2 separate regions of the Mus musculus genome follow, and region 1 is linked to region 2. A link is a contact called in public promoter capture Hi-C data. All regions are on one chromosome and are shown on one strand. Each heading gives the region's core, a stretch centred on a gene start, on an enhancer-like site or on the middle of the called end of the contact. The rest is flanking DNA. Distances are from core to core; before and after follow the strand shown. Region 1 holds the start of Dhfr (dihydrofolate reductase). Region 2 overlaps Rasgrf2 (RAS protein-specific guanine nucleotide-releasing factor 2).

Region 1 (5,239 bases), core at 949-3,448, 420 kb after region 2:
AGCAGCAAAGGCTCATTGGGGACTGGAAGAGAGCTTCCTAGGTAAGAGTGCTTACCAACAAGTCTTAGAAGCTGAGTTCAAAGCCAGAACTCACACAACGTAAGGAGAGAAATAACTCATGCAAATTGTCCTCTGACCTCTTTTACCTATGTACTATGACACACACAAATAAATGTGATAAATAGATCATTAGCAAATGTTTCATCTTTATAACCAAGATTTAAAACATAACATGGCAGGAGAGATTGTCCAGTGGTTAGTGCACATACCACCCTTCCATCAGAGAACCTGAATTGCCAGCAACCACATCAGATGGCTGATAACCACCTGTGACTCCAGCTCTCAGAGGATTACATGCCTCGTGCCTATGCAGGCATCTACACTCACAACACACACACACACACACACTCGCAAAACACACATACACACTTTTTAAAAAATACAGCAATAGTGAACAAAAGAGAAAGTTGGAAGAACTACTAAGAGAACTGAGCTCCTCTGTGGGCCTAGCCTCTCAACCAGCAGCTGAGGAGCAGCAGGGCTCCTTCCCTACACAGGAAAACAAAGCTCAGCACTCCCATGATCCCCTCTGCCTTCTGGGGAAGCCAGCAGCTGAGAATACTTAGTCTCTGGCACTCACCAGGGTGGTGAGCTGCTACTGAGATGTTTTCTTCCTCCTTCTCTGGAACTTTCCTTGCTTTTTTCTTAGTGGGCCCACCATTTCCCAGTGACCTCTTCCTGCTGTCACCTTCTGTCACCTGTATCGGGAAGGTTGGAAATGGTGTATTAACACTATTCTAAAGCTTGAAGTCTCTGGAGTTATTTAACCTTGCTGCAGAATGATAGTAAGTTCCTGCCTGCCACTCTACTTTTTACTCTGAAAAGGCTGTTGGGGGTGACTGTTTTTGCCATCAGAGACAGAAACTGGCAGGAACAGTCTCTCATTACCTCACATTCTACTAAAATTATGTGGAATTCTCTACTTTCCTACTCATATGTTAAATAAAATACTTCTACAAGATCAATTTTAAAAAATCTATTTTCAAAATGCAAAATTATAGAAGGAAGAGGAGTAATAAACGACCAATGTATTTCCTGTTTCAAAGCTTCCATTCACTATTAAAAGATGTCCTGAGACTATCTGTTGGCAGATAATCTATGAAAAACTTAAAACTTTTGCCTAATATCCTCTCAGTGGTGAGTGCAAAATGAATCTTAGTGAATGTACAGAAATAAAAAAAAAGCCTTAAAAAGAGAGAGTAGAGCATTAGTCAGTATTGGAAAGAAATATAAATGAAATGGGTTAAGATTCTTAAACTGATTTGCAACTGCAGTAAAATACAGGAGATGCCCGTTACAATCACCTTCTACATCTTCAGTCTGGGAAATGACCGAGGCCTTAACTCACCCTGAACAAGTGTGACACATTGCCAGCTAGTGTGGGAAACATCCTTGGGCCTGTGTTTGTGGCAGTATCACGATGGGGTTTTGGTTTTGTTTCTCTTTGCTTTGCTTTGAACTATCTGATGGGCTGCAAGCAACAGGAAGTAGCCAACTATAAGCATGTACAGAAACTTCATCCATCTAAATGCTTACACTGGAAATCTGTACAGTAAAACGATATTCTGGCACGGGGATCAGAAAGACAGAGCACATGGTTTTGAATTCTGAGAAACTAGCCTTAATGACAGCTTTCTTCTAGTCAGCCAAGCAAGCATATGTAAATAAAGCTCCTCTTCAACCATCAATACAGTAGGGAAAATGTAAAGGAAAGAATGAAGAACAGAGGTTAAAAAACGCATCCTGGGCCGGCCGGCCAGTCCTCGCCATTCACCACGATAGAAGTTTCTGGCTCGGGTTCCGGCTACCGACTGGAAGCACCAAGACCTCAAATCTATTACCGCTGGTCGGGTAAAAAAGTCAACTAAAACAAGGACCAGAAGAAGCCGCCACCTTAAGCCTTCCCTGGCCCCGCCCCTTAGCCCTACCCACCATTAATAAGCTCTCCATAAGGCCTCCGCTTCCGGCCACGACGGCTACGCACCCGCCCCACCCTGACCCCGCCCCTAGCGGTCCGGCCCCACCCCGCCCTCTAGCTCCGCCCCGTCCCAGACAGAACCCGCCCGGGACGGCCTTCGCCTAGGTGGACGCTAGGGGCGCCGCGGAGCCGTACTTTACCTTCTCTGCTGGCTCCGTGGAGGACGCGCTGGATCTTAGGCTTCCCGCAGACCTGAAGAACCGGCTTAGAACCGTTTGCCTCCCCGGGCCTGGGCCGGCGGCAGTAGAGCCTCCCGACGCGGATTTCCCGCGGGGCATTGCAGTGTGCAGAAGAGCCGGCCTGCTAGGAGCGCGAGCGCGCGGCCGCACTTTCTCGCGCCTGCGCGCGCGCACGCCTCAACCTGTGCGGGACCGGCCTTGGGGGCGGAGCCTTAGCTACACAAATAGAATGCGCGGCGGGCCTTGGTGGGGGCGGGGCCTTAGCTGCACAAATAGGATGCGCGGCGGGCCTTGGTAGGGGCGGAGCCTTAGCTGCACAAATAGGATGCGCGGCGGGCCTTGGTGGGGGCGGGGCCTAAGCTGCGCAAGTGGTACACAGCTCAGGGCTGCGATTTCGCGCCAAACTTGACGGCAATCCTAGCGTGAAGGCTGGTAGGATTTTATCCCCGCTGCCATCATGGTTCGACCATTGAACTGCATCGTCGCCGTGTCCCAAAATATGGGGATTGGCAAGAACGGAGACCTACCCTGGCCTCCGCTCAGGTATTGGCCGGGCTGGGCTCGGGAAACTGAGGCGGTTCACTGAGTAGGGTCATGCACTTGGCTTGGACGCGCGGGACGGGCGTGAGCGGTAGGCCTACCGGCCTCAGCCAGAGACCAAGCTACCGGTTCCCGCGGTGATCCCCCTGCTGTGCCAGCCTTTGCTCACAGGCTCCCTGGCCGGGAGCAAAGTCCTGTCCTTGAGCGGGCAGCAACACCACCCCCCACACCCACACCGGACTTGCACCTTTCGTCGCTGAATGGAGCCTGAGCATACATGACGGGTTAACTGTTTCTCTAACTTTCAGGAACGAGTTCAAGTACTTCCAAAGAATGACCACAACCTCTTCAGTGGAAGGTAATGTAGAGTAATTAAGTCATGAGAATTATGTTTGCTTGAAGCAAGATTTACATGGTAGAGGTATGAGTAGAAAGTCTCCCCTGGGAATCTGGGATCTCTGTTTCTTGCTAGAAATTTTTGTGCGATTCCCAGATTTTATTAAACATCCTCTTAGAATACTCTATGTTTGAAATTTTGTTAGCAAGTGCATATAGCTCGAATATAACTGGGCAGAATCGGCAGCAAAATTTAGCACTTTGAATAGAGACCTGAGCCGGTATTTAGAATTGTTACTGAAAGACAGAAGACTTGAGTAAATGGAGAAAAATGCAGGGGAGAAGAGGCTAAAAATAATTTAAATCTGTTGGCTTTAGGAAGACACGGTGGGATGAAGGCTGTGGTCTTCAGTGAGGCAGTCTGGGTGACTGACTTTAAAAGAATGGGGAGTGGTGTGCAATAATTATAAGGCAGTTTCCCATTACTTGTGATTGTAAGGACATTCGCTGTAATTCTTCCTAACAGACATGTTTGCTTATTGCTTATCATTGTAGGAGAGGAGGGCAGAGCTGATGGGAAAAAGAAGTCAGCAGTGTAGATGTTGAACATTAGTAGAGAACATAGTAGGTCACTGTGTAGACAGGTTGACAAATGCCATCTTGGGGGCGTGGCACAAAACATGCACACAAGCCACCTATTCATGTTCTCTACTGAGTAGCCTGGCGTTGGGATTAATGAGTCTGATGGCCAGCTGTGCTGCTCTTTCTACGATGACTCCTCAGTTCTTAGAGGGCACACTGTGAGCAATCTCAGCACAGCAAGATTTGTTACACATCAGCTGCACCTCCAGCTCCTTGCCATTGTGGACCAGAAAGTTCTAGAGCCGCTAGGCAGCATGTGCTTGGCTTTCTTGTTGTTCCTGTAACCAATGTTGGTCATCAGGATCTGGCCCTTGAATCTTCTCTGTACCCCGCTGTCAGTGCCTCTGGGTTTCCAGTTTCCCTTAATTTTCACGTATCAGTCTGACTGGTGTCTGATGAACTTCTTGGTCCTCTTTTTGATGATCTTGGGCTTCACCAGAGGCCGGCGAACAGCCATGATGCAGCAAAACAGATGGCAGCCACCTTGTAGGCAGTGCCAAAGAAGAGCTGCAGATGCCATCTTAACACAGTCTACTCTGAGTTCAAATCCTACTACCCGAATAAAAAGCTGGACACAGTGGCACATTTGTAATACCAGCATTAGGGAGGCACAGACAGAAAGATCTCTGGGGCTTGCTCTGTAGCCAATTTGTGGGCTCCAGGTTCAGTGAGAAAACTTGTCTCAAGAAGATAGATAAAGACACCCAGTCACACTGCCTGGCCTGTGCATATGGGTTACACAAAAATATAAAAGCTTTATATTTTTACCCAGTTTATGTTGGTTGTATCCATTTACCTTCTCACTCCCCCTGAGTCCCCTTCTCCTTCCCTAAGTCATGTTCTACTTGTTATTAATAACCCTGTGTGTGGCCATTGACTAGGATGTGAGCAATCTACAATCAGTCCAGACCAGAAGATGGGCTCTCCATCTCCCAGCAGCCATCAACACCAATACCTACTGGAGGGGCCTCAGGAACCCTCCTCCATACTTGAATTTTGCCTGGCTTGATCTTGTGCAGGAGCCAGATGAGAACTGATGCATACATATGTGAGCCCTGTCGTGGCCGAAAGTCAGCCTTTCACAGCTCTCTTCCCCTTCTACCAACTCTTACATGTTTTCTGCCCCTGTCTTCTGCAAAGGTCCCTGACCTCTGAATATAGATAGGTAGAGATGATCTTAAATATACATAGAGATAGGTATTATTTCTCTGGGATAGATGAATCAGAGACAAGTAGTTTAAGATGGTGAACACATTCAATCTCAAGAATTCCAGGATTAGAACCTGTTCTCCACTTTAGACACTAATAAAGCATGTAAGGATATCAAGTGAATTACAAAATCCAGTCAACCTGAGCCCTGTGGACTGAAATTATGCATGGTTGCAATGGATTAAAACCTAAGTAAAAGATATGAACTGCATGAGCCAAACTGAAAAATTGAACTATATTTAGTTAATGAGAACTAAATCTGAATTTTAGGTAAAGCTGTTTGTCTTAATTTTTC
Region 2 (5,242 bases), core at 484-2,983:
CACAGTAGATTTTCAACACTCGGGGTTGGGAGCTCAGTACAGTAGGCATTATTGACAGAGTACTTTCAACTGGAGAGTCATAAGGAATGTGAAATCTAGCCTTAAGGATCTGTTTGAAAATACATTCGAAGATGTGACTCAGTGGCAGAGTGCCTGCCAGCATGCACAGGGCCCTGGGCTTAGCTTCCTATAGCAAAAATCTGCTTGAAAATGAAAATATGACAAGACCTTGAACTTTAAGAAGAGATGCTTCTGTCTCTGGGATCACTGGTCAAAGATGCTGAGTGGGCAGGATAGTCTCCAAAGAACTGACAGTGGGGACATTTTACAACGATAAAGAAAATGAATAAAATTGATTGCTGAGCTCTATACTTGCTGTGGTGAGTCATCTGCATGTTTATCTGAAGAGATGTTTATGAGAACAAAGAAGAATGGTACCCTTCTCAGAAGACTTGGAGAGCGAGCACTGGGACTTGCTGGGAAATTAAATCCAGATTACCGCACACACACAGGAGTCCTTGATACTTCCCAAAGGAAGTGACTGAAGCTGAGAAAGAAGGGAGTTCAGATTTCTAAAGCTTACCCACCACGAAAATCATTGGCTAGGAAGTGCACACCAATTTAACACCCAACTGTCTAACAACATACCAGATGCACTGTGTTCTGGAACACGCCTAGCAAAGTAGCCAAGAGTTCTAAACTAGGATTCAGTTCTCAACTTCTAAGAGCCATATAGTAAGGGTCCTTACCTCACTAGCCTGCCCCTTCCAGAAGACGGAGATGGCATCTACTTCTCACTTCCTAATATAGTTATGATGGATATCTGTGACATCACTTACAAGTGACCTTCAAAACTGTAAGGGAGTTTACAAATGTGAAGTATGGGGTCATGTCTCTTCAAGTCCACAATGCAACCACAGAAAATGGGAACTAGCTCACAGGGTGGCAAACCTTCCCCACTACAGCAAGGAGACTGGATGAGATGAATACAGAAGCTGCTCGCCTTTGGTGCATTCCCTAACCAGGACTGACTTGTTTTGCACACCAGTCACTGGGATTGAGGTAACTGATTCTGGCATTGTGACACTGCTTGTCAGACGAAGTTCATCCTGACTCAGATGTTCTACGGTGTTTAATTAATTTTGAATTGTGCAGAGGATATTGAAAATTAGAGGCAAGCACAAAGAAAACTCTGCAAATGGGGGTGGGGAGGCAGATTATAATGTCTGTGCTGAGGCCACTTGGTTGTTACATGTTATTAAGCATGTAGTCTGTAGAGTGCATGATCTAATAACATTGAAAAGTAAGATCTTGGTTTCCCTGTGGCAATTTGCTGCATTTATTAAACACTCGCAACACTATAATTTTGCTCTATTTTCACTGGTCTATTTTTGGGTTTCTGTGCATTCGTAAGTCCTGATTTTCTAAGCCAGTGAAATACAATCCACCTCGGTGTCTGTCATCACTTCTCATTAAGGCACATGAGCCAAAACCTGAGGAAGACAGACTTACCCATACAGTAGACATCACCTCCCCTTAACCCAATACCAGCTAAACCCCTCACACTGTTGTAGGATGTTCACTTATTAAAATTCAGAGGATAAAAGTATTTCAAAGTTTAAAATCCTCAGCTGCCAGAGAAAGCTGACTAATTGGGAATGCATGTGAAATGCTCTGAAGCCATATTAACCTTGTCCTTCAGGGCTATGCCCTGGGGCTTTATTAGTTTGCTAATACGACATTTTCTTTTGATTTTTCAACTCCAGAGTTTAACCACATGGCCAGTAATGACACAGATTATAACCAGTGTGCTGGAAGTTCACATCACAATCAGTGTTTACCTCATGCCTGCCCATCTAAGCTCCTCAACTAAAATGTCCAATTTTAAAGAGCAGAGGTAATGCTTTTGGGGGATGGGGTGGTAGTAGTGTAATGGAGCCCTTACATGTTAGGCAGGCAGTCTGCTTTAGTGTGCCCTCACATGTAGCCCTCAGATTTCATTTTCTGTTTCCACTGGCAGCAGACAAAAGATTTAGACAACTGAATGAAGAACAAACAAAATCAAGAAAACACACACACACACATATGTAAAATTCAGTGAGTAATGAAGGAATTTTAGGAGAGATCTGAGTCTTCATAATGGTCTGTGATGATCCTCTCTGATTTACACCTTGTGCTTAGAACTTCTCTGGAGTCTGAGCCTGGCGTATACTCCCTAAACTCTAGCCCTTGAGAGGTGAGAGCAGAAGAACTGTGCCTTTGAGACTTGTCTAATATACACAGCCCTTCAAGGCCAGCCTGAGCTACATAGTGAGACTACATCTCAATCTCCCCAAGAAGTAGGGAAGCAGTTCAGTGGAACACTTGCCTAGTGTGTGTACCCCTGAGTTCAATCCCCACTCTACAAAGAGAGAAGGAAATCTCCCAATGGCTCTCAGTTCTGGGAGTCTTCCCAGCAAAGTGGGACCCAGAGGTCAACAGGGCTTGGATAGTTCACTCTACCCTCCTTGCCTGATCCTTTTTTTTTTTTTTTTTTTTGATCCCTTCACTACAGCCTCTCCTCTAAAGCTATTGGCTCAGTTTCCAGTTAGTTATATTACAGGAGGCAGGGTTTGAGGCTCAAAATCTCAAGTAACCATATGGTGAATGCAAAACATCTGTTGTCCTGGTAATGAAAAAATCCCTTAATCTTTTTTTCTCAGAATGCTTTAACATTTTTGTCTTAAGATTTCTAAATATCTTATAATTTTGAGGGTCCAGCTCTACCAAGAAGGGGGTTGTAAACTGGACCGAAACAAGCTCCTGGAAGTCAAAAGGCCGGGCCACGCGTAACACTGAGGCCAACATTAATTTTATCTCAAAATGATAATTACATCTTTAAACTCAGCATCACAGACAGACAATGGCTACACAGGGAGGAACATCTCCATCTGCAGAGGAGAGTGGAGCCATTAAGTGCCTCTCTATTGCTAAGCAACAGTGGAGCTAAGATCAAGAGACTCAAACATCACAAAGATGAGTCGATTCAGTTCTGAGCCCTACCGGTGATGGGAGAGGAGCAGCGCTGAGCAGAAACTCGGGCTATGAGGCAGACACATGTAATGTTACTGATGTCACATATACCATTTTCATTTCAACGTATTTGCTAGAACATAATCACAGGCCAGTATGTGTTCTGTGGGGGAGAACACAGACATGCTTCTTTTTCCAAAATGAAAATGCATTCATTAAATTCAATTTGATCAAGAATAAACTGAGTAAGCCTTAGGAATCTATGATGTCATCTGTATTGGTTACTCATCACTGTATTTATAAATTACTGTAAAACTTAAAGGCAAACAACAAGAACCTGTTATCTCAGGTTTTTCAGGATTCAATACTGGGACATGGCTCTGGGTTTCAAATGAATTCCTAAGTCTACATGCTCAACAGGCCTATAGTTGCTTGGAAGCTCTCCTAGGGCTTCCAGTATATTCCCAAGCTCATACACATGCCGCTGGTGGGCAGATCTCTTTAGTTTCTTGATTCATTGGTCTTTCCTTATGACAAGGAGACTGGTGGGGCAGATATTCCATCTTCAATTACATTAAAATATTTGTCAGCAGGAGATCTGTGACTGGACAGTAAAAGGGGAAGCAGAGTGAAGAGTTGCAGAGACAGAGAGCAACTTGGAGGAGAGGAAGAAGCCAAGATGGAGGCGGATGGACAGGAAGAAGATCCTGATCCCTCGTGGTTTTAAATAGCCACAGGTAGTTATGAATATCATATAGGGATAGAATAATTGGCATAACTTGTCTGATCTTGGTGGGCAGCTTGTATCATTATCAATTGGTTCTGAAATTATTGTGTGGGCATCTTGTGAATTGAGAATTTATTGATATATAAATCTGACTTGTTCATTATAAGCTTCTAGAGTTTCATTTCTACCGGGTTGCTGGGTGTTGTGGTGGCTGACCGTGGGTTGGACAGTTGTTGCCTGGGGCTGGCATGGCAGGGAAGGGAATTCAGGAGCTCTGGCCCAACTGGAGAGTTGGTGGGCAGAGAGTAGCTGTAGAGAGCATAGGAACTTGGTGGTTCTATTTTAATATTTCCCGCAACAGACTTGTTTCTTCCATAGCAAGTGGACCAAGAAAGCAATAGCCCAAGAGAGAGCACACTATTCCTTTGATGACTGAGTTAGTTAGTTTTCTGTAACTGAGACAAAACATCTGAGAAAACTATTCATGGATTTAGTTTGGGCTCATGATTTTAAAGATTTGAGTTTATGATCATTTGGACTCTGCAGTAGTTGAGACAGACCATCTGAGCAAGCAGCACGGTGCACAGCAGAGCAGCATACAGAGACAGAGGAAGACTCCCAGGGAAAGATGAACCCATCATAGTCCCACCCTAGGTGACTGTGATGGTTGACACTGTCAACTTGACAGGACCTAGAATCACCTAGGCACACTTCAGAGCTCACTAAGGGTGGCATCATACCATAGGCTGGGGGGGGGGGCGAGCTGGATAAAGAGAAAGCAAGCTGAATATGCATTTTTCTGCTTCTTGTAAATGCACTATAACCAGCTGCCTGGAGCGCTTATTGTTATGGCTTGCTTATCATGAAGGATTGTACCTTCAAACTGTGAACAAAATAAACACTTCCTTTTTAAAAATATGCTCCTTGCCAGGTATTTTGTCATGCCAGAGAGACAGGTATCTAATACACTTACCTACCTTCCTTAACCAGGCCTCATTTCTCAATTCACCTAGGAATTTGTCCGTTGACTGATCCACAGATAAACATTTAACCCTCAGGATACAAGCCTCTCTCAAAACCTAGCAGCAGTTAAGCAAGTCTATAACATATGAGCCTTTGGGTGCTGTTGTTAGATTCATATACCATAACAACAACTTATAGACAGCAAGTTTCCACTGATGGCTTCTACTTCATTTTCTGTCTGGGATGCAAGATACTAAACTCATCCTATAGCACTGGTTCTCAACCTCTGGGTCTCCATCCCCTTGGAGCTGAAAGACCTTTTCACAGGGGTTGCCTAAGACCATCAGAAAATTCAGATGTTTACACGACAATCAATAATAGTCACAAAATTACAGGTATGAAAGAGCAACAAAAATAATGTTATGGTTGGAGATCATCACAGCATGAGGCCTGTATTAAAGGGCTGCAGCATTAGAAAGGTCGAAGACCACTGTCCTATATGTAGAAAGTGAAAGTCATTACCTTTTCTCTCTGAAAGGA

What was found. Promoter capture Hi-C pulls out the DNA fragments that hold promoters and counts their contacts.
Region 1: a promoter capture Hi-C map of second pharyngeal arch cranial neural crest shows a contact between it and region 2, with 4 times the contacts expected there. The contact joins the promoter of Dhfr here to the enhancer-like site in region 2. A contact is called at or near these places in 9 of 39 promoter capture datasets (3T3-L1-derived adipocytes, the HPC-7 cell line, cranial neural crest and 6 more), 1 of 15 datasets of contacts at CTCF or cohesin (the NIH/3T3 cell line), 4 of 115 datasets of contacts at active chromatin or transcription factors (the SCID.adh cell line, embryonic forebrain, neural tube and 1 more) and 1 of 9 other capture datasets (adipose tissue).

Annotation. Positions count from the first base shown.
Region 1 is chr13:92,352,585-92,357,823 of GRCm38.p6, forward strand. It overlaps Dhfr (dihydrofolate reductase), which reads left to right and starts at 2,199. Exons shown (of 6, transcript NM_010049.3): 1 at 2,199-2,760; 2 at 3,066-3,115. The coding sequence starts at 2,675. Msh3 (mutS homolog 3) reads right to left here and starts at 2,419. Exons shown (of 24, transcript NM_010829.2): 1 at 2,179-2,419; 2 at 641-758. The coding sequence starts at 2,316. It also overlaps the pseudogene Gm19308.
Region 2 is chr13:91,937,333-91,942,574 of GRCm38.p6, forward strand. All of the region lies in intron 18 of Rasgrf2 (RAS protein-specific guanine nucleotide-releasing factor 2), which reads right to left. It overlaps Gm46435 (a long non-coding RNA gene), which reads left to right. Exons shown (of 3, transcript XR_003950706.1): 3 at 3,606-3,695. Among named protein-coding and RNA genes, the nearest start is that of Gm46435, 16 kb to the left of the region's middle. Within about 2 kb of position 1,734, at least 20 of the 459 cell types and tissues checked have an H3K27ac peak or open chromatin away from gene starts, as enhancers often do. A contact at or near this core is called in second pharyngeal arch cranial neural crest, where this site is marked.